Regions from separate parts of the Mus musculus genome. Here regions 1, 2, 4, 5 and 6 are each linked to region 3. The links are chromatin contacts, called in public HiChIP or PLAC-seq, capture Hi-C and promoter capture Hi-C maps. All regions are on one chromosome and are shown on one strand. Each heading gives the region's core, a stretch centred on a gene start, on an enhancer-like site or on the middle of the called end of the contact. The rest is flanking DNA. Distances are from core to core; before and after follow the strand shown.

Region 1 (2,700 bases), core at 8-2,507, 1.6 Mb before region 3:
CTGTAGAAGTCAACCAACAAACCTGGCCTTTTGAGCTCTTTTTTTTTTTTTTTTTAAACCAATGGTCATGATTTAGGACCTGCAGATCCCTGGCTCTTACTGCTCAAGCTGAATATCTGCTGAATCAGAAGCTTGGGCATTTGCAAGCTTCCAACCTCTAATTACTCATGAATTGTATAAAACCTCCAATTAAGGACCTTTGTGATATACGAAGTCACAAATATTTCCTTGGGCATTGTTTTAAATGCTTATTATCTTACTAAACTACTTCTACAGTACACTTTTATCTTGATGGGGCTCTGCCCTAAATCCCTACATTGCCTCTTCTACCCACAGATAAAGTGGGTTGTGGGATAAAATGGGTTGTGGGATAAAGTGGGTTGTGGGAAAAACCCAGTGTGAATGATATTTCCATGCCTCCTCCTTTACCAGGATACAGATGGATAGCTACCCTGAAACAAAGGGTGTTGGAGATGCCAGCCCCAATATTATATAGGTCACTGAGAGGTCAACATATTTAAATGAGATATAAGGCAAAACCCTAGTCTTCATAAAATGTGAACCATGGGCCTTTAGTAAATTTGGCCTGTCATTATCCAACTGTGCAAATTTTCCCACATAGTAATTTTTATATACCTCACAACACTTTATCTCCACATCTTTTGCTGAAGATTCCAAAGAAAAGCTGAGAGAAAAGTCAGGCCAGGTTTGTATATTCCCAAATTCAGAGATAAGGGAACTAAAAAGAACCTATCATCAAACCAGGAAACTTCTCTTGTTCACAGCTTTTCATAATTGAAAATAGAATTAAATGGCCACACATATGAGTTTAGCAAGATGCTAAGAATTCTCATGAGAAAAAAGGAATTTTGTGAATAGCAATTCAGTTCATCAAAAAGGCCATGATTCATGACCCCAGAACAATAACATCTGGTAGCCAGGAGGATGGGAAGAGGCATCTCTGCTCAATAGTTCCAATGATGAGGCTGTAGAGTTAAGGTCAGGAATGAAAGTTTCTCTCCTGATAAATCTCTTAACTTGGAGGCCAGATTTTTCCCCCCTGACCCATATCCTTTTCTCTATAACTATCTATAACTCTATATCAGTTCCACTCTAAAGCCAAAGAAAACTACACTTACCAGAGGTAAGAAAGTTCTCGAAACAGGGTTGAATCTTTCTCAGGAGTGGTGCTAGAGATGAGGGCTGTGTGATAGTTTCATATCGCAGACTGTGACTTTCTCTCTGTTCTCATTCAACTGTCAGCTCAAAAGAGGAAGCGGATGTGAGAGAACACAGAGATATCTGTACATGCATCTGCACGGCCTCTGCCTCTTAGCCAGCCACATCCTCTGCTCTAGCTTAGGAGACAGAAGAATAAAGCATCTATCACCCATAAGCTTACAGGCAGAGCCCATCCCCTGAAATGGCTGCTTGCAGCGACTTCAGTTTTTTACACCTAGGGAGGGGTATTGCCCACTAGACAATGGGAATCTGGAAAAGTCTTCCTCTAATATAATTAGAAACAGTTAGAATCTACTCCTGTAGCCAAATGTACATAGAAAATGTAGAAAATGATTTAAAAATTAGACTTGTCTCTCCATAAAATCTACTCACATTTATTCTATAGTTGAGGACTTCACCCTACTTGGGATTTTTCATAACTCTTTCACACTCAGGTAGACCCCCCAGAAGCTTCTTCATAAATACTATTAATGAAAGCAATTTTTATGCATTAACTTCTTTTTAAAAATTTTTATTGGATTTATCTATGTTTCTGTGTGTGCATATTCTCTCTCTGTCCCTCCCTCTCTCTCATTCTCTCTCTCTCTCTCTCTCTCTCTCTCTCTCTCTCTCTCTCTCTCTGTGTGTGTGTGTTCATGCCCCTGTCACAGCATGCATGTGGAGGTTAGAGGACAGTTTGAAGGAGTCAATCTTCTCCTTCCACCATGTAGATCCTGGGTTTGAACTCAGGTCATCAAGCTTATTAGAAGGCAACTTTACTCACTGAGCCATGTTCATTTTCTTTTTTCTTTTCTTTTTTAAAATATTTTTATTAGGTATTTTCCTCATTTACATTTCCAAAGCTATCCCAAAAGTCCCCCATACCCTCCCCCCGACTCCCCTACCCACCCACTCCCACTTTTTGGTCCTGGTGTTCCCCTGTACTGGGGCATATACAGTTTGCAAGTTCAATGGGCCTCTCTTTCCAGTGATGGCCAACTAGGCCATCTTTTGATACATATGCAGCTAGAGTCAAGAGCTCCGGGGTACTGGTTAGTTCATAATGTTGTTCCACCTATAGGGTTGCAGATCCCTTTAGCTCCTTGGGTACTTTCTCTAGCTCCTCCATTGGGGGCCCTGTGATCCATCCAATAGCTGACTGTGAGCATCCACATATGTGTTTGCTAGGCCCCGGCCTAGTCTCACAAGAGATAGCTATACCTGGGTCCTTTCAGCAAAATCTTGTTAGTGTATGCAATGGTGTCAGCGTTTGGAAGCTGATTATGGGATGGATCCCCGGATATGGCAGTCTCTAGATGGTCCATCCTTTCGTCACATCTCCAAACTTTGTTCATAGCAGCCTTATTTATAATAGCCAGAAGCTGGAAAGAACCCAGATGCCCCTCAACAGAGGAATGGATACAGAAAATGTGGTACATCTACACAATGGAGTACTACTCAGCTATTAAAAAGAATGAA
Region 2 (2,700 bases), core at 54-2,553, 1.6 Mb after region 3:
CTGCCCCTCCCAGCTTCTGGCACAGCCTCTGGAACAGAGACAGGCAAGTGTGTGGAGACCCATATGACTGCCTCTGGGTCCCTATGTATCTGTGTGTCCACCGTGTCCGTCAGTCCCCTGGGCTCAGTCACGTGCACTGGGGCTTCCTCAGCAGACAATAGACTACTGGGGTGGGGGGTGGGGGGGGGGAGATATGGGAGCCTCAGGTCTCTGTGGCTGACAATGAGGGGAGGGATCTTTAAGGGGGGGACAGGACGTGAAGCCCAGATAAGATTTCTGGGGAACAATAGGAGGAATTGAAGAAGAGAGGCCCACCCTCTCTGGACCCCACCCTGGGCTTTGGGGTCAGGGACTGGGGGAACCACAGGGTGATGGGGGTGCCGAAGCATCTCTGAGTGGATGACGGCAAACAGTGAAATCCTGGGGCCCAGAACCTTTGTGTCTCTTCAGGGGTACATGAGGTGGGTGGCTGGACCCTTCATGCTCCTGCGGCAGCCAGGCCCACCACTGCCAGTGGTGACAAGGTGCCCAAGGCAGCAACGGGCAGCGGTTCCAGCAGCACACGGCATGCCCTTAGTTTAATCGTGTACTTCTAAATGCCTACTTGGAGAATAACACTGGATGTAAGGAACAGTATTAGAGGACTTTGGGGCTCCTAACAAATAGATAAAAATGTCTTTGTTAATTCAGTCTTTCCCCTAAATCAAACCCAGCCATCTGCATTAGAGAGGGTGGAGTGGGTCCCTGTCCCTGTCCCATTCACCATGCACCCTGTCGCATTCACCATGCTTATAAAACAGTAAGGCCTCTTGTACTTTACTGGGGCAAGTTTGCCACATGAGGAATGGGATTTGAGTGGGGAATCCCAACTGGCTGTGAATTTTGTGCTCCAGCAGTGGTGGTGGTGGTGGTGGTGGTGAGAATGCAGAGGCTCAGGGAAAGAAGACCTGTGACCCAAAAGGAACCAGCTCTGTCTTTGCTCAAAGTGCAAATGAAGAAAAAAAAAATGCCTCCCAGTCCCTGAGAAGCGAAGCGATGAGGGTCACTGGAAGTGACTGTGGGTCTCTTATCTCCCTATGGTTCCTCAACATCCTCACAGCAGGCCCCCAGGTTCTTAGGCAGAGCTAAGAAAGGATATCTGAGGAAACGCCTAACACAGGGACTTTTTCCACCCAAGCCTGACCCAAGGAGGTACTCTAGAGAGTACTCCCTACAGGTCCGGATTGGACCCTGCTTTATAGAGGCGGGCTCAGAGCTGATGGAACAGAGGGTATTTAAGACCAGGAGATGCTGCAGGGGGCCAAGGACAAAATGAGTGGGCCACTTGCCTCTGGGACCTGCTCAGATCCGGAAGAGGTTTCTGACCTTAAGTCTCCGCTGAGCTCAAGGTTCAGAGAACCTCTCACCCACGCTCGGTTCCAGGAGCTCTTCGGGGGCGCAGAGCCGGAGCCGGAGCTGCCAGCGGAGCCCTGCCTACCCTGCTTGTGCAGGCTGCGGAGGAGGCGAGCCAGCGCCTGTTCTGGGCCGGGGGCGTGGCGCGTGCTGCTGGCACGGCTGCCCCCGCTGCGTTGGCTGCCCCAATACCGCTGGCGAGCCTGGCTGCTCGGAGATGCTGTGGCTGGAGTAACCGTGGGCGTTGTGCACGTGCCCCAGGGTAAGAGTCCCCAACTTCAGCCCGTTGGAATTCCAAGTTATGGGGGGCTTTCAGGGCAGGGCCCTGGGAAGCTGAGAGTCCAGCAGTGATGTGGAGGACTTGTGTCCCTGCATGGGGGAGGATCAGAGAGGAGGAGCTTGAGGTTCGGTTTGAGAGGACTAAGGGACTCCATCATAATTCCCCACCCCCATCCCTCCACATCTGTGCAATTCTGCGAGATATACTGGACTCTGTTCTGCCTCAGAGAATTGTAGAGAGGCACAAAACCTGCCACCCAGGACGTGGGCAAGGATCTGTGACCTTGTCAGCCTCACGACCTCCCACTGAGGCCCATTAATTAACCTTTCCGTTCCCTCCGGGGCCATGATTGATAGTATCTGGTGTCAACCCAAGAGTGTTGGGAAGGGCAGTATCTGGAGGTTGTGCACCCCACCATCCCCACCCTCATCCCATCCCCACCCCACCCCACCCCGATTCCTTCTACTTTTCTACCAGGCATGGCTTTTGCCCTCCTGACCTCGGTGCCCCCGGTGTTCGGACTCTACACGTCTTTCTTTCCTGTTCTCATCTACAGTTTACTGGGCACTGGGAGACACCTGTCCACTGGTGAGTGGCCACACTGCTCATGACTTTGCTTCTCTTTGGGATGAAAATAGACAGGGACTTGAGGCATACCCTCATCCCTTGAGATAGGGTCTCATTTTATAGTCTTAGCTGGTCTGAAGCTCCCCACAGACCAGGTGGTCTTAAACTCAGAGATCCTGCCTCTGCCACTTGCGTGCTGGGATTAAAAGCAGGGGTCAAACACACCTTAGCAAGGCTGCTACTTGGAAGCTTTGGGGCTGTATTCCCCTCTGCCCCCTTCCCTCTCCTACTTGCCACCTCTCTTGGGATCCACAACCCATTTCCACCCCCTTTGCACAGAACTCTGTCGCCTCCCTAGGCTTGTTGGAGTGGGTATAGAGGCGACAGTTTACAAGGATCTCCTTGTCCCCTGTGACATTTGGTTAAAAGAAACAACTTGAAGGGACCATGACCTTGAAGGG
Region 3 (2,700 bases), core at 118-2,617:
GGCAGGGGCCAGATGGAATATAAAAAGAATAAGAAGGTACACATTAAAAGCTGCAAACTGCCTGTCATGGTATTAGACGCCTTTAATCCCACAACTTGGGAAGCAGAGGTAAGTGGATCTCTATGAGTTCAAGGCCAGCCTGGTCTACACAGTGAGCTCTAGGCCAGCCAGGGCCACATAGTGAGATCACATCTGGGGATTGGAGTGTTAAAGATGAAAGTTGCTTTTTAAAGGTTGGGCACAGTGGCTCATGCTTTTAATTTTAATAAGGAACATTTAAAGCAAACCAAGAAGCATAAATGGCACATTTTAAAACACACCGTGCATTACCGCACAATCACAGGATCACTTCTACAAAACCCTAGTCACATATGAAGACCAAGATGAAGGCTACAAAAACAGTCACCGGGTACTTGCACTACGTCTTCCAAATATCTATTTGATCATCTCGAAGTCAATATTGCACATTATCCTAAAGACAAGGCAACTACAAACAAGACAAAAACATAAAACCGATTCTCAGCTTCACACACAAACAGCTGACTTCCAACATTTCAGACAGCTCGACTGAAGTGCTACTCAACCTTTAAGAAATCATGGGGTTCTATCAATTATCAAAGACGTTGAGAGAAAGGCCAGTAGATACTTTCCTGTTTGTTTTCTCCCACTTTAAATGGAAAACTCCACCAAGGAGAAAAGTCAAGTTGAAAGTTAAATTCCTCTTCCCTTCACACGTCTGGATTTCAGTGACACCCACCCCCACCCCCACCCAATGAAGATGGGGCAAAGAGTGAAGAAGAAAGCACTATGTAGCAATGAGATCATCAGCAGACACAGCCCGGAGAGAAAGAATGAAAACAGGGAAGGGTAGAGAGCAGGTACAACAGTAAGAAATGGGGGAGGGAGAAAGGGGGTTGGAATTGGAGGGAACTGAGCACAGGAGCCCATAATGCTGGAGAACCTTGCAAAGGTACGGGACTCCAACAGCTAGAAAGAGCTGAAGCGCCTAAGGGTCCCGGAGCAGGGGACATTGGAGGACCCCAGGGTTTGGGAGACCGGAAGCAGAGACCCCCCCCAAAAAACACGAGACCAGAAGGGGGCGCAGGTAACAACCCAAAAGGAATGAATGGGGAAGGCGGTACGGGGGCGTGGCAAAGGAGGAGCCCCGGGATGGGCGTGGCACAAACCCTTTTCCAAGTCCGAACCCCTAACCCAAGAATCCCGGGAGAGGCGGCTCCGCGATCCCCGCACTCACCGCCGGTCTCGTCAGTTACATAGGGAGTCGCCATCTTGAGAACCCGAACCACTTCCGGCGTGAGCGGGCTGGGGTCCCGCCCCCCTCCCCGCCGGAAGTGGAGTCCTCATCCTAGCAAGCCACCATTTTAATCTTAAAGAGAGACTGCACCATTTCTCTGACGCGGGAGGCGGAAAAGGCGAGTGTAAGACGCTCACAGTCATGGGCTCTTAGACTACCACCGACGCCACTGTTGACCTCCTGATGTATATAAAACAATCCCTAGGGCTCGGAGAGAAGTTTGGGCATAAGCCTTATCCCAGACAGTCCTCGCAGGCTCAAGGCCCACCGGGACCCAGCAGGAAAGCTGGTAAAAGAGGAAAGGAATATGCAAGGCCCCTCGCCTGCACCAAACCCTAGGGCGCGTGTTGGCATGGGCAAAGAAGCCCCAGGGATACACGAAAACCCGGGCTAACACTTAAAAGTGGGCAGGTCTACTCGGCACGCCGACCACTCTCGGCCGCCCAGGTTAACTGATCAGAGACCTACGAAGGGGTGCGCAAAGATCGGCGCACTGCGAGTCGGTCACCTGTCCCCGTGGCCTCGGGGGTGCTGGCGGTTTCCATGACTGAACTGGGGCGGGCAGCCCTGGGGATTCAGCGGCCGGCGAGGTAACTTCTTGGCCTGCTGCTCAGTACTGGATCCTCTCGGGTCAGAGGGCACGGGGTGAAGGCTTTTGGGGCGGACCCAGTCAGTATTCTAATTAGCCGCGCCCCACACTTCGGATTAGCTTTGGCTACCGCGAGCAGTTCCACCCTTAAATCTACCGGGACAGTGAGGCCACTCCCTTTGTTAGGTTGTGCCTTGTTCTTGGAAGGAGCGCCAAAGCCCGGTCCGGTCCCTCCCCTCCTCCATCAGCAATTTAGTTCCTCTGGGGCTAAATCCTGTTAAACTTGTTTCCTCTTCTGTCAGGAAGGTGCTGGCTCAAGCTCCTCTCCTCAGGTGTCTGCCCTCCTCCTACAAAGCTTTTTCCTTAACTCTTTCACCCTCTTCTATTGCCCAACTTTGGCTTACACTAACGTCCAACAGTGCCTCTCAAATTGAGAAGTGGGGAAATATTAGTACTTCAGTAGTAGACAATATGTTCTACTTTAAAACAAAACAACCGAGCAGTGGTGGCGCACGCCTTTAATCCCAGTGGAGGCAGAGGGAGGAGGATTTCTGAGTTCGAGGCCAGTCTGGTCTACAGAGTGAGTTCCAGGACAGCCAGGACTACACAGAGAAACCCTGTCTCGAAAAACCAAAAAAAAAAAAAAAAAAAAAAACCAAAAGGAAAAAAAAAAAAAAAAAAAAGAAACAAAACAGGCTAATAAGAACCTCAACTAAGTTTTCAAAAGCTCACACATTGTCCTCCTTGCAATTCTCCCAGCTTTAACCTCTCTCCTTTCAATTCAAGTCTCAAAATG
Region 4 (2,700 bases), core at 43-2,542, 1.6 Mb after region 3:
TATTATTATTATTATTACTCCAAAGGAAGACTGAGAAATTTTCAGACTAAAGATGAATAAGGAACTTCTTTTTTTTTGTTGTTTTGTTTTTTTAAAGATTTATTTATTTTATGTATATGAGTACACTGTAGTTGTGAGCCTTCATGTGGTTGTTGGGAACCGAATTTAGGACCTCTGCTCCCTCTGGTCAACCCCACTCATTTATTATTATAAATAAATCACTGTAACTGTCTTCAGTGGTCATGGCTTAGCTGGTTAAGAGCACTGGCTGCTCTTCCAGAGGTCCTGAGTTCAATTCCCAGCAACCACATGGTGACTCACAACCATCTGTAATGAGATCTGGTGCCCTCTTCTGGTGTGTCTGAAGACAACTACAGTGTACTCATTTATTTATTTTTAAAATAAATAATGAATAAATAAATAAATTTAAAATAAATAAATTTAAAAATTAAATAAACACTTGCTGCTTTTCCAGGGGACCCTACTCAGGTTCCCAGAACCCATGTTGAGAGGCTCACAAGTGCCTGTAACTTCGTTTCCAGGCTTCTGTGGATACCTATGAGTGTGCGTATAGGCATATATATGTCCATACATAGTTACACACATACTCATAACTAAAACAAAAATATGCCAGGTATGGTAGCACACACCTTGAATCCTAATAATTAGGAAGCAGAAGCAGGCAAACCACTGTGAGTTCAAGGTCAACCCGGTCTACATAGTGAGTTCCAGGCCAACCAACACTATATAGTGAGTCTCTGTCTCTACAAACAAACAACAAACCACACCAAGTAAATGTCAAGATATGAGAGAGAGAGGCAGAGAGAGAGACAGAGAGAGATAGTGAGAGACAGAGAGAGAAAGAGAGAGACACAGAGAGAGACACAGAGACAGAGAGGGAAAGAGAGAGAGAGACAGAGACAGAGACAGACACAGGCAATTCATCAAGGCAGATTGGGTACTAACAAACACTGACACTTTTGGAGTTCAGCAGTCCAAACTTCAGACCTCGCAGCCTACAGTTGGGATGACTCTGAAAACAAATGAGTCATTTGACTCTGTTCTGTGAAAAAAATAGTTTTAAGAATCCTGTAACAACAAGGGGGAAAAGAGACTATAATAGAGATGTGATCTTAAATATAATGCATTACATTAACTATTATAATTACATTAAATCCTGGCTCTCAGTGGAAGAAAATGGCTGTAACGAAAACTTTGAGGGCAGCTCACAAACAGGAATAAGGATGGTAGGTTAATGAAAGTTAATGTTTAATTTGACTAAAAGATAATTGCTAAAAGGTAAATATTGTTTCGTAAAGTTGATAACTGGTGTTTAAGAAACTCCTTGTTCTCAAAGGTGTACTCTAAAATGCAAAGCATCAAGGAGACATAATGTACACAGCCTGCTCTCAGATTGTTCTGTAAAGTGCTGGAGAGATGGCTCAGCTGTGCAGAGCACTGGGCTCTTCTAATGGACCTGGGCTCTGTTAAGGCCTAGGTAAAATATTAAGACCCAGATGGAGGGTTGGATGTTAAGGCCTAGGTAAGTGTTACCTGGCAGTTTGTCATCATGTGCTCTTACTCATATTATAAGGAAGCTTTTTCCTATTTTGTTTCTGCAGGTACTAGGAAACTTCCTCATGCCCAGGTTGATTTCATATTCTGCTATGTCCTGTGCCCTTGGAAACCAATCACGATAGAAGCCAATCTATCTTCAAACTGCTTTGTAGAGTTACCCACAATAAGCTTGGCCCCAAAGCAACCACCCAGCAGTGTGCCCTGCACCTATGTATGAGCTTTTATGGTGTTGGCTTTTATAACCTGCCCCTGGGATGGACCCCAACATAAGAGAGACCTGCACTGATATAAGAAAGTGTTGGGAATAAGACTTCCATTTTGAATAGGGATTGAGTAAAGTTTAAGTTCCCAAGACCACCCTGGGAACTGACATCCTACTTAGAAGAAAGAGACTTGTATGTGGGCAATTGACATCCTGGTTGGCAAGTTAAGACATGAATGTTAGACAAGACAAGTCCCCTGCCAGACTTGAATACCCCAACCAATGGGAACAGGATACGTGAACAAGAAAGACATGCTCCTAAGGAAATCCTCTATCCCTAAATCCTGATTGGGAGAGTAACTTGGCACAAACGTTTGTGGATTTTAGGCTTAAAACCCCTGTAGGAACTTTTGTTTTTGTTTTTTGTTTTCGAGACAGGGTTTCTCTGTGTAGCCCTGGCTGTCCTGGATCTCACTCTGTAGACCAGGCTGGCCTTGAACTCAGAAATCCGCCTGCCTCTGCCTCCCAAGTGCTGGGATTAAAGGCGTGCGCCAGCACGCCTGGCCCCCTGTAGGATCTAACTCAATGTCACAGTTCAGCTCCCAAATCTGAACCATGGCCCTGACCAATCAGTCCCGGAACTTGTGCTCAATAAATCACTGCGTCTGACTGAGATCTGTGTTCCTGTGGTTAGTGAGGTGGTTCTCAAACCCCAACAGGTTCAAAGCCCAGCACCCACATAGTGGGTGCGTGGTCGTTCTCAGTAATTCACACTAATTTAGGTGGGCATGCTTGAGTGGATTTTGAAGAGAACAATGCCTTACCAGTTGATTTTTTCCTTCTTCTTTTTTCAGCACCACACATACTAGGCAAGCATTCTACTGAGCTACACTGTGACAGGGCAGATGGTCATTCGTCTT
Region 5 (2,700 bases), core at 130-2,629, 1.4 Mb after region 3:
TCCGCCTGCCTCTGCCTCCCGAGTGCTGGGATTAAAGGTGTATGCCACCACTGCTTGGCCCATCTTAATTTAAAAACAAAAAACAAACAAACAAAAAACACTTACTTTGCAGAGCCAAGAAGGTGGTTTAAAAACAGCGCTATGGCCTGAGAGATCTGTTTAAGGGAAGACTCTCTCTCCCCACCCCGCCATGCTTTTGAGTCTTTCTCAGGTGGGAAACTGAAATAGAGGCCCTCTCTCTGTGTCCAGTCACCATGGTAACACAGATTCAAAGAGACAGGGTACTCCCCTATCACGAACTACCCAAGGGGCTCGCAATCTTCCCTGGCGTGCCCTTCTGTTTCTTTGAGCTCACGCAGCTCCCTGGGCATCCGATTGGGCTTTGGGGACAGGAACCTGTCAAATTTCCTTAAGTTCGCCAGTGCAATCATTTCCACTCCGAGGGGTGCCATGTGCTAGGACGACCAGCAGAGGGCGCGAAAAGCCTTAAAGAGAGAGGTGTGGAGGTGGCAACTGCGTCCAGAATTTGGAGATGGAGAACGGAGTTTCTCCAGAGAGGTACTCTACACAGAGCACCACTGTCCTCAGTGATCTGTGAATGCACATTCTGCACTTAGAACTCTAGCCCGTGTTCTTCCTTCATGTTCCATAGGTCGCACCCCCTCCCCTCCTCTACATCAGTCAACCCAACTTCTTTCTCCCAAACCCCAACTCTCCAAATGCTCCACGTTCCATCCAAAGAGTGAGGCTGGCCTACAGACCACGACATGGGGAAAGCTCAGTTACGACCAATGAAGCCGAAGACCGAGGCTTCTGGTTTAACTTTCTGGGTGAGCTTTCCCCCCTCCCTCTCCCGCCGCGCAATATTTTCCTCAATGTTTTCCTGGCTCTGGTTCAGAGCCTCTTCGTGGACAGCCGATCCAGGGATCCGCGCCGGGATTTACTGTCCACCAAGAGCAGCGTGTTCGGGCGGGGGGGGGGGTAGTAGGCAGTATAGGGTCCCTCAAGGGAGGGGGAGGATCCTGGGGGTCCTGGGGGTGCCATAAGCCCGGCACCCCCTCTCTAGCTTCTATCCACCCAGCTCATCTTCTAGAACGGTCCGAAGGAAGGATATACGAGGGAAGTGAGCGGGAAGAGCCGTAGCGTGCGGGTGGCAACAGCGAGAAAAAGTTTTTGCAAAGGGGAAAAAAAAAGTTTGCGCTTCTCGCGGGTGGTCCCGGCTCGAGGCCCGGCGGGCTGGGCCGGCGGGAGGGCTGGGGGCCAGGTTGGGAGGGTGGGGTGGCACTGAAGCTGCGCTGCAGTGGCCCTGTGACCCCCCTCCCCGCCACACACCTCCCCCCCCCCCCAGCCCAGTTTCCAGCCCTGGACCACGCATCCCGAGCACCGCGCCCCGACGGAGGTGAGAGGGGGGCAGGCGGGAGACCACCTGGGAGCGATGGGGGAGGGGCTGAGGAGATGCTCTGACGCCTAGGGACTCACCCTATCCCAGAAGGAGACCTGGGGCTCAGAGGCAATATGGGGTTGGGAGAGTTTGGGGAGAGCAATTAGGAAGTTTGGGTGTTTTCTTGTTTTGCTTTAATTTGTGCCTTCTTTTCTCTGCATCCCCTTCTTTTTTTCTGACAATCTGTGTCTGTCCCAGGTCTCTTTGTCCGCGCCTCTCCCACATACTAGAAATCTCTCCCTTTCTTGAGGTTGGGATGAAGAAGCAGTTGGGACGGCCAGCTGGAGGTCTGCGTGGTAGAGGGAACTCCAGGTGCGTCTCTGAGCGCCGTTGGAAGACGTCAGTGTTTCTAAGACGGGACCCACCGCAAAAGAAGGGAGCGCTCAGTGGGGTGGGAGTAGCGGTGTGCCAGGCAACAGAACCCCTGAGGGCCGGGCTGGGATTGGACTCCTGACCTGTGGCTGTGACAGATGTGCACATGGGGTTTAGGGGCAAAGGAGTGGGTTTGGACTCGGGAGGAGGCTGGGTGGGTTTCCTAACATGCGGTGTAGGCCGTAGAAAATCCCTAGGAATTCTGGACTTCTGAGTTCCCAAAGACTGTGGGCAGGGCCCCCGAGGAAGAGGAAGAGCTGGGGAGACCTTGTTTTGACCCTCTGACCTCAGGACCACCGGGGCAGCTGAAGCCAGGCGCCGGGAGACCCCTACTGGGGCAGAGCGGGACCACTGGCTACTGCCAGCTTGTGTATCCCTGTTGGCCCCCCGCCCAAGCGGGATCTGGGGACCGAGGCCCCTCCTCTGGCTCAGACCACCCTGCCTGCCCTTGCTCCCCGCTCTGAATCCTCTTTCAGGCCCCATGACCCTGAAACAATCAACCCAGGACAGTTAGCTTTGGGAACAGCATCAAGGAAAGGAAACTCCGTAGAGGCCGAGGGTTTGGGGCATCCGGAGAACCAGGGACTTTATGGTATAGGTCTTTCCTTCCAGTACGGGGAGAAAAGATGGGCAGTTTTCTTCTGGGAAGAAAGTTCGTGAACGCGGGTGATTTACCCTAGGGGGGCGGGGTTCAGAAGGACCCCCCTCCATTATCTCTCTGGGCATCCCCGCCGGACAGACGTCTCCGACTCACTCTTGACGTCACTAGGGGGTTCCCGGGGGTCTATAGGGGTTAACCCTTAGGAAGCCGGCGGAGATACCCAGGAATCCAAGGTGTCCTCTCCGCGCACACCTTATTTACACAGGCACTTCTTTCTCTTAGTTTC
Region 6 (2,700 bases), core at 93-2,592, 1.2 Mb after region 3:
ACCACCACCAAAACCTGACTCACAGGGCTATGTCTCTGTCTCTGTCTCCCTCCTTCCCTCCATCCATCCCTCCCCCCTCCCTTCCCCCCTTCCCCCCCTCCCTCCCTCCCTCCCTCCCTCCCTCCCTCCCTCCCTCCCTCTTATCTGGGTATAAGAGAACAAAGTGAAGTGTTTCGTGTTGTCTGGGTCACTATTAGTGAGCCCCTTGTGTCTCCAGGGCTAAGGCATGGCTAAATGTCTACTGAATGAGTAAAGGTATAAAATGGCTATCAGAGGCCAATGGTTCTCAAAACCACTGCTTCCTGGAATCCCCAAGAGGTTTGGTTGTGTGTCTCTGAGCAGAGGCCTTAAGAAGATGTCCTCAAGCGGTGGTGGCGCACGCCTTTAATCCCAGCACTCAGGAGGCAGAGGCCAGCAGATTTCTGAGTCCGAGGCCAGCCTAGTCTACAGAGTGAGTTCCAGGATAGCCAGGGCTACACAGAGAAACCCTGTCTCAAAAAACAAAAACAAAAAACAAAAACAAAAACAAAAAAACAAAACACAAAACAAAACAACCCCCCCCCCAAAAAAAACAAAAACAAAAAAAGAAGTGGGCGACTGCTGGGGAGTAAGGGAGATGTAAATAAGAAACGAATGCAAACCGTGTGAGAAGAGGAGGGATGGCTACTCTGCTCTCACCTGACAGCTGGATAGACACAGAGGAGGCAGGCTGTGAGTCAGGGGAAGAGGACAACCCACCGGAGCCAGCGTCCGAATGCGAAGTTTCATTTAATCCCTTCTACAAGCTCTTTGTGTTGGAGTGGGCAAAGTGTGACAGGCTCATCTGAGGTCCACTGTCCTCTAACTTCACATGTAGCTGAGGCTACTAGCCTTGACCTTTCAATCTCTCTGTCTCCACTTCCCTAGTACTGGAATGACAATGTCATGGTTTAACATTGGAAGAAACGGAGGACTTTGTGTTGTAATCCTAAAGCAAGGATTTGAGTCTTTTACCCTTTCAAACTATATCTGCTTTCACTGTGTGTATTTATCTTCTAAATATGTTTTAAATCTCCCTGAGAACCATATGCTAGATATGCTTGGTAGGCATAAACCACACGAAAATAAACAAACAAACAAACAAACCAAAAAGCGCTTGCCTGGAAAACCGGAAGGAAAAACAAAACAGAAACTCTGAAGAGCTTCAAGAAAGGACATGGAGGAGCTTTAAGTCTAAGAACTTTTCAGGCAAAGCTCTCCATACCGGGACTTGTATAGATGGGAAAGAGCAAAGTAAAAAACTACAATTCCCAGAAGGCAATTTTTTAAAAAAACCCAGTACTGCGCATGCGCAGGGAACGCCTCTTTCACTCGAACTTCACGGGGGCAATTTTCTCGCGCACGCGTTCTAAGAGCAGCTGGTTTTCGACCCCGGTACTACACCGATACAGAGTTAGTGGCTAGTCCTCCTGTGCCTCCTGTAGCGATGGTATCCTTCTCTTTGCTTCGGACCACTCGGGTAAGAACAGGGTTCTGTTTACTGGATGATCAGTGGAAAGGCCCACCCAAAGTGGGGTTCTCCTGGCTCCTTGCTGCACGTGTTCTGGGGCCTCGGGGAACAGATGCTTAACCAGGAAATCCCTGAGACAGCACATGTGCGGTGGCTGGGCCCCTAGTTCTGGCGATCAGACGACCTAGGTAGGGTCTTGTAGTCACCCAGTTGACACGACTCTTAAGGTAAAGGTCCGCAGACGCTGTGTTAACAATATCCTAGCAAACAAGTGGGGTTCCCGGCTTCGATGCGCTAGTTGAATTTTTCCCGCCAGCTCTGAGCTATGGAGATGATGCAACCGAGCCTCAGTACTTTCATCACGCAAGGGTCCTGCTGCTGTGTGGGCAGGAAGGAGGTAGCGAGGTGCTGTGTGTGTGTGTCTGTGAGTGTGAGATAAAATTAAGATTTTGGGCAAACACCTTCAGCCTACCCCAACTCCCGCCAGTACACAACTCTTTCCAAGAACTGCTTAAAAGTCTATCCTCCTACTTTTTAAAGGTTGCTCTGGAAACCACCCTTTAAAAGCCTCTGGTGTTAAGCCCTGTTAGCTTGGTATCTTCTCTCATGGAGGTATTCATGTCCGGAGGCCCTGCAGGAAGTCCACCTCTTATGTTTATGAATATTTTAACTGCACTGTGTGTGCACTGCGTGCATGCCTGGGTACCCACAGAGGTCAGAGGAGGGCATCAGATCTCTTGGAACTGGAGTTACAGATGGTTGTTAGCTGTTTTGTGGGTGCTGGAAGATGAACCGCTGTCCCCCACAAGAGCAGCCAGGACCTTAGGATGGTCATTTTGTTCCTGTGTGTGGGGAGACTCTGGAATCGCAGTGTCTCTCACCTGAATTGGAGGGACATGGGCTTCTGGGGCACAAGCTTTGCTCTGTGACTTTGCAGAGTCACTCAGGGTGATTAGGGATGCGTTGTGTTAGAGTTGACCAAAACTGCCCTTTGGATAATGATCTGAACCTTTGACTCTAGAACTTGCTATTCAAGATGAAAGTGGGGGTAGAGAGCACTGACTGCTGGCCGGACCAGGCTGCGTACTTAGCCAGAGGGCTCGATCTGTACCCATGACTGAGGGCAGCTGGGAGAAGAGATCTGGACAATTTTTAATTAACCCTGGCCTTTCTGCCCTGAGCCTCTGCAGAGATGTGGTCAGCTGGTCTGC

Evidence for each region. Promoter capture Hi-C pulls out the DNA fragments that hold promoters and counts their contacts. HiChIP or PLAC-seq counts read pairs in DNA pulled down with a chosen protein or histone mark. Capture Hi-C pulls out chosen DNA fragments and counts their contacts.
Region 1: a contact with region 3 is called in a promoter capture Hi-C map of pre-B cells. The contact joins the promoter of Tespa1 here to the promoter of Pym1 in region 3. A contact is called at or near these places in 2 of 39 promoter capture datasets (the C10 cell line and pre-B cells).
Region 2: an H3K27ac HiChIP or PLAC-seq map of double positive thymocytes shows a contact between it and region 3, with 8 times the contacts expected there. The contact joins the promoter of Slc26a10 here to the promoter of Pym1 in region 3. A contact is called at or near these places in 1 of 39 promoter capture datasets (embryonic stem cells), 2 of 484 Hi-C or Micro-C datasets (B cells and CD8 T cells), 2 of 115 datasets of contacts at active chromatin or transcription factors (double positive thymocytes and large pre-B cells) and 1 of 9 other capture datasets (liver).
Region 4: a promoter capture Hi-C map of liver shows a contact between it and region 3, with 4 times the contacts expected there. The contact joins the enhancer-like site here to the promoter of Pym1 in region 3. A contact is called at or near these places in 3 of 39 promoter capture datasets (the C10 cell line, liver and pre-B cells), 2 of 484 Hi-C or Micro-C datasets (CD8 T cells and regulatory T cells), 3 of 115 datasets of contacts at active chromatin or transcription factors (memory CD8 T cells, regulatory T cell precursor and thymic regulatory T cells) and 2 of 9 other capture datasets (liver and macrophages).
Region 5: a capture Hi-C map of macrophages shows a contact between it and region 3, with 3 times the contacts expected there. The contact joins the promoter of Gli1 here to the promoter of Pym1 in region 3. A contact is called at or near these places in 1 of 39 promoter capture datasets (embryonic stem cells), 1 of 484 Hi-C or Micro-C datasets (B cells), 1 of 115 datasets of contacts at active chromatin or transcription factors (large pre-B cells) and 3 of 9 other capture datasets (adipose tissue, liver and macrophages).
Region 6: a contact with region 3 is called in a promoter capture Hi-C map of pre-B cells, with 4 times the contacts expected there. The contact joins the promoter of Shmt2 here to the promoter of Pym1 in region 3. A contact is called at or near these places in 2 of 39 promoter capture datasets (the C10 cell line and pre-B cells) and 1 of 9 other capture datasets (macrophages).

Annotation. Positions count from the first base shown.
Region 1 is chr10:130,321,409-130,324,108 of GRCm38.p6, reverse strand. It overlaps Tespa1 (thymocyte expressed, positive selection associated 1), which reads right to left and starts at 1,257. Exons shown (of 9, transcript NM_183264.4): 1 at 1,140-1,257.
Region 2 is chr10:127,179,185-127,181,884 of GRCm38.p6, reverse strand. Slc26a10 (solute carrier family 26, member 10) reads left to right here and starts at 1,303. Exons shown (of 18, transcript NM_177615.4): 1 at 1,303-1,654; 2 at 2,150-2,260. The coding sequence starts at 1,312.
Region 3 is chr10:128,747,122-128,749,821 of GRCm38.p6, reverse strand. Pym1 (PYM homolog 1, exon junction complex associated factor) reads right to left here and starts at 1,367. Exons shown (of 3, transcript NM_001170869.2): 1 at 1,256-1,367. The coding sequence starts at 1,289.
Region 4 is chr10:127,155,008-127,157,707 of GRCm38.p6, reverse strand. No RefSeq gene overlaps it. Among named protein-coding and RNA genes, the nearest start is that of Gm51819, 3.7 kb to the left of the region's middle. Within about 2 kb of position 1,292, at least 9 of the 459 cell types and tissues checked have an H3K27ac peak or open chromatin away from gene starts, as enhancers often do. A contact at or near this core is called in liver, where this site is marked.
Region 5 is chr10:127,340,258-127,342,957 of GRCm38.p6, reverse strand. Gli1 (GLI-Kruppel family member GLI1) reads left to right here and starts at 1,379. Exons shown (of 13, transcript NM_010296.2): 1 at 1,379-1,399; 2 at 1,640-1,753.
Region 6 is chr10:127,521,086-127,523,785 of GRCm38.p6, reverse strand. It overlaps Shmt2 (serine hydroxymethyltransferase 2 (mitochondrial)), which reads left to right and starts at 1,342. Exons shown (of 12, transcript NM_028230.4): 1 at 1,342-1,498; 2 at 2,671-2,700. The coding sequence starts at 1,466.